2 separate regions of the Zea mays genome follow, and region 1 is linked to region 2. The links are chromatin contacts, called in public Hi-C maps. All regions are on one chromosome and are shown on one strand. Each heading gives the region's core, a stretch centred on a gene start, on an enhancer-like site or on the middle of the called end of the contact. The rest is flanking DNA. Distances are from core to core; before and after follow the strand shown. Region 1 holds the start of LOC542567 (aldehyde dehydrogenase 2). Region 2 holds the start of LOC100383935.

Evidence for each region. A called contact is a pair of places that touch in the nucleus more often than the background predicts.
Region 1: a contact with region 2 is called in a Hi-C map of leaf, with 3 times the contacts expected there. The contact joins the promoter of LOC542567 here to the promoter of LOC100383935 in region 2. A contact is called at or near these places in 2 of 25 Hi-C or Micro-C datasets (leaf and tassel).

What each region holds. Positions count from the first base shown.
Region 1 is chr4:171,054,021-171,056,786 of Zm-B73-REFERENCE-NAM-5.0, forward strand. LOC542567 (aldehyde dehydrogenase 2) reads right to left here and starts at 1,421. Exons shown (of 9, transcript NM_001112106.2): 1 at 1,182-1,421; 2 at 749-883; 3 at 514-656; 4 at 33-416. The coding sequence starts at 1,296.
Region 2 is chr4:170,746,462-170,749,161 of Zm-B73-REFERENCE-NAM-5.0, forward strand. It overlaps LOC100383935, which reads right to left and starts at 1,432. Exons shown (of 4, transcript NM_001176554.1): 1 at 1,267-1,432; 2 at 1,107-1,176. The coding sequence starts at 1,378.

The sequences.
Region 1 (2,766 bases), core at 171-2,670, 310 kb after region 2:
CGTTCGGGGACGTGTGACTGACGCTAGCCGACCTCGTGGAGGAGGTTGGCCACGTAGAGCGCGGAGAGCGGCGTCTGCTCGGCGGTCTTGAGGACGACGGTGTTGCCGCAGGCGAGCGCCGGGCCGACCTTCCAGGCGAACATGAGCAGCGGGAAGTTCCAGGGGATGATCTGGCCGGCCACGCCGACCGGCTCGTGCAGCACCTGCACGTGGTGCGCGCCGTCGGCCGGCGCCACCAGGCCGTGGATCTTGTCCGCCCACCCGGCGTAGTACCGGACGCACCGCGCCACCATGGGCACCTCGGCCCCCGCCGCCTGCGCCAGCGTCTTGCCGTTGTCCCACGTCTCCAGCGCCGCGACCTCCTCCGCGTGCCGCTCGATCAGGTCCGCGAAGCGCAGCAGCACGCGGCACCGCTCCTGAAAACCATGCGTGAGCTGCCGTCCGTCAGCGTGTAGCTCCCTACCGACATGGAATGGAGGCAGCGCCGGGTTCTGCTGCTGCGCGCGTACGTACGTAGGCGGTCATCCTCGGCCACGGGCCCTCGTCGAAGGCCCTGCGGGCGGCGGCCACGGCGCGGTCGATGTCCTCGCTGTCGCCCTCGGCGACGCGCGCGATGACCTCGCCGGTGCGCGGGTCCAGCGTCGGGAACGTCTTCCCTGGCGAAAGGCACACGTCGGTCGCTGAGACGCCGTCGGCAGGACAGGCCCAAGGCAATAAGCTTGCTGTGCGTGCGTACGTACGTACGTACCAGAAGCAGCGTCGACGAAGTTGCCATTGATGAGGAGCTGGGTGTGCTTCACCTCCACCGCGGGCTGGATCGGCTCCTCTGCGGCCGCGGCCGCGGATGCCGGTGCGGTGCTGAACCTGTGAAGAGCAGCAGCCCCTGGCAGCAGATCGCGTCCAGTGAGTCGAGCCAAAAGTTTCAGCGAGAGCGTGAATCACAAATCGCTGATGAAAGGAGAATCCATGGACTGACGGAACAATTTCTTAGTAGCTTCAAACTAGTTCGTTGGCGCATGGTAGGCGCGTGATCTATCGGAGATAAGGTGATTGAAACGGCAACAGGAAAATGGTAAGCCAAGCCAAGCCAAGACATCCCTTGCAGTTCCAGTACCAGAGCTCGATTGCGATCACGGGCAGAGATGAACCAAGAAAATAATAGGGTCCATAGAGACCGTCACCTGCTCCGAGGAGAGCGGACTTATTGCCGGCGGCAGAAGCAGGCGAAGGCGAAGGCTTTGTGAGGAGGAAGCGAGAGAGGACGGAGGAAGCAGCCCTCCTCACGGTTGCAGCCATGCCCTCACACCGCCCTCCGGGGGGATGTGTATGCAAAGGCAAGTCTCCGAGGCTAGGAGAGCGATGGCCTTGGCCTCCTTCGCTCTCTGCTGCCTTGCGAGTTGCGATTCTTTTGGACGGGACTAGCCACCAAAGGTCCAACAAACTCCAATGCTATATATCAGGCCAGCGTCGAGCTCGGGACGGGAAGCAGGGTCGCGTGACAGCGCCGGAGTAGTTGCCATCTTGCTGACGGCGCACGTCCAGATAAATAAAGGAATGGGAATGCATGACAGTGTTGTGCTCTATCAGTAGTACTAGACAGTTATGGGAGCACAAGCGTGTAGGTGACCATCGCCGCCACAAAGACAAATGTACTGCATAAAATTTTTTAAGACAATTTTTTTGGTTTATTGATTTAAAGACATTTGTAAGACTATTAAGCTTTTGTATTTGTCTTTCACAAAAAAGCGATTGATATTTATGATACTAAAAAAACAAATGATTGGATTTTTTTTTGAACGAAAACGGCAGGAGCTCTGCCTATCAAATCCACAAGGTGGGCGGGATAATTTTAGAACGCAAACATTGGAAGCTAAAGTAGGCTAGAAAGTCCAATTAAGGGGGGTTTTAGTTTCCGAATTTGGTAATTTAGAGAATAAAATAGAAAGACTAAAAATTAGTCACTAGAAACCAAGCAACCCCTAAAAATATCCCCCCAGCGTGTTTCAAATCTGTCATCCAAATCTTCAGGTATTGCTCTGGCCCAGTTTTATTTTCCACTACGAACGTACAGCCGAATGTTTCACTTCGCGCGCATGCAGTTCGTTCTCAAGCGTGGATTCTTTTCCCCCTTTCGCTATTTTCGATATCTGGTTGTATTCGTCGGTGACGTAGCTCATGGGCCCGCCCGTCGTCTAATGCACGAGCATTCAACTGTAGAGTTGAATAAAAACATTTTAAATCCCGGTCGCAACCAATTGTTCAGGATAAATATATAAAAACATACATTGGTGGGCAAAGTTTAGCTTGCACCACGTGCGAACAAGGGAAAAAAAAGAATTGTCAGGTAATTTACTTTATCCACGACGACGACTCTTGCTTTCGTGGCTCTTGAATCCTGAAGCGTATGAGTAAGACGAATCCGGTTCGACGATTACGACGGATGTCGCCATAAGTACTGTACTGCGTGGAGTAAGCAGCACAGATCGTTCCACAGCCTTTCATGGCGAGCTCACGTGAAAAACAAAGCCGGAACTCACAGTGGAGGGCGGGCGGAGGCAGTCCAGCTACAATGAACCGTGCCCACACTGATCGGTCTATACGGCCAAATAAAATTCGACAAGGCGCAAAGCAAATCCGAAAGACAGGCCGCGTATGCAAGGCCAAAATCTCGTAGAGGTAGAGCTTATGCGCGGACAGACTGACAGACTTGGGCAATCCATCGAGCAAGGACCGTCGTCACAAGAAAGTTGGGCTCCTGCCTGGTCC
Region 2 (2,700 bases), core at 182-2,681:
AACCTCCGTCATCAAGCAGCGGTGGAACCTGCAGAGGCTCTTCAGCCCCGGCCAGATGCCATCCTCGCACACCGCGCTGTGCACCTCTCACCGCCTCCGTCGCGTTCTGGGATCATTTCGTTCTTGCATTTATTCCTGTCACCAATCCATGACCTGTGTTTCTGTAGACGTCAGATCATCCTTCACTTGCAGCAGAGTCCTCCCCAACCAGTGTTCCATGGGGGAATTAGACGTGAAGGAACAGGAACAAGAATGAAAAGCACTGGGTCAAAGAGCAGTTGCACCTTGCGCTCTCCTTTTTTCCCCTTTCTTGCAATGTTTTGGAGGCATTCATTTGGGAAATCTTGTTTTCGTTGGGTCTCGCTGAGGTAGTTTCGCAATCTAAGATAAAACTTTTTCATACTCTCGCTGACGGACAGAGCAAAAAGGAGATGACGGAAGGAAAGAGAACAGATGCGGTGCGGGCAGGAGTAGTTACAATGTTTTTTGGGAGATATATAGGAATCCGTTGGAGAATGGTTTTTATTTGGATCTAAATGTTGTTAGGAAGCTTCCAATCTGAAGGTATTAGGAGCTAATAAATCAAGAGCCGTTGGAGATGCTCTAAGTGCCATTAAAATCTCAGTAGTCTAACTGCTTTGACCGGTTTCCTTGGCCACATGCACCTGTTCATGTCTGCCGATTGCCTCCACCCACCAGAGAAGAGAGAGAGGGGGGGGGTACCAATCTCCCATAAAAGAAGTCGACACATCAAAGCTATGGAGGAGAGGGGATACCCAGTAGAAAGGATTTAAAATATAAATATGCACCACTGCGTGATCAATGGGCATCACATTCTTCTAAATAGGTTAGGCTCACTGGACCATGTATGATATAGTTGTCTCCTTGCATATTGCTATCCTACATCATGACTTATCTCATTCCTGCTCTAGGTCATATTTTTATTTAGTCCAAATTATGACATAATGGTTGTACTGTAAGCCTTCGTATCAGGGGTAGCTGGAAGGAATGTCTCCAGATATTTTTCTTCGGTTAGACAGTTTATGGGATCAAGGGAGCTCAGCCCAAGAGAAGAGCTGAATACGTCGCAGCTAGATTTGACTTACCCTTTGTTCCCGCGGCGAATGCTCTTGACTACCTCTTTGACTCCGCGCTTGAGGCACTTCGCCTCGGAGGCTGCAAATTCACCAAGAACTAAATCACATCACCGAATGGGGCAAACACGGAATCTAATTGAGCGTGGGCGAGGAAGAAAGTCTGACGAACCTCGTCGCACGAGCTTGAGGGTCCGCTTGCAGAGCTTCTTTCCAGCGAGGGGTTTCGCGATGGACATCAGCGCCACCGAGGCCTTCTTCTCCGTCTCCGTGTCGCTCCCCATCGCCGCCGCCGCCTTCGACCTGTGGCTTCGCGGTCGTTTCTAGTTCGTTTTTTGGAGCTAGGGTTTTAGCGAAAGCTTACTCACTGAAGTTGCTATAAAATGGCAGGTCGGGTCCACGCGGCACCTTTGCAAATCACAAGTACTAATAGCATCTTCAAAAAACTAGCTAAATAATCAATTAAGCTAAATTTTGACTACTAAATATTAAAACAACTTTCTAACAGATTAACTATCTAACTCGTCAAACTATTTGAATCTCTAAATTAGCTTTCTTATTAATCAAATTTGGCTAGTCACCTGAATATCTAAATTAAATCGATAGTCTGTTGGAGTAAGATGCTATATATAAAATGTAATCTTTATAAAAATTAAATATATGGTCAAATATAGAGCCAAAAATAGTCTTTTGGAGATACTTTAAGAACTAAGAATAAAGAAAGAAAATCTATTTTACACCCGATCAACTATATTTGGGAAAAAATCTCGCTCAACTTCTCTATCATCTCCTAAAACCGAACATATGGTTTTTCTAAGTGTTTTTATATTTATATTTATTTTGACTAAATCTTTTAAAAATTTATAATATACCATAGAAAATGATAAAATAAAAATCTAAATTTATTAGATTCTACATGGTGTATACACACTAAACATATGATAGGTTATATTTAAGTATAAAGTTTTTGCTATAGCTTCTAAATATATATATTTCTATGATTAATTCATAGCTATATTTTGTGTGGTTCAATTGTGATAATTTTTATAATGATCTAATCATTTATGCTTGATATATAGTACAATTTTTATGTTAATCATATAACATATGACTGGAGTAGATTTATTCATGTTTATTTTTGTTAAATAATTAAAAAGTTATAAAAAATATATGATTTTTTTGGTGTCGGATGATCAGGACTCATGCTATAAGAACCGTTTCAGCCATATATTTATATGGTCACCTAAAACATTATTTTGCACTGTAGACTGTATTTTCATAGAGTATAGTTTGAATATAAAGATAAGGATGAATAAGCTACTAGAGATGTACTCATAGTAAAAATAGGTGAGCTCTTATATTTGTTTAGTTTGTTGGGTATCATAATATCCGACGTCTAAATATGTGTGTTGTGTTTAGTCCTGATAACTAGAAGTAGAAGCCTTTGGGCGTGTTTGGTAGTTGGCCTAAGCCGCTGCCACCGACCACACTTTTCACGTCACAGTTGTGGAGGCCGATTCGGCCGCCGCAACTTAGGTGTGGAGTGGCGCCACACGCCACACACCAAACACGCCCTTTATACGAAAGAGGCAAGCAGTAGTAACAA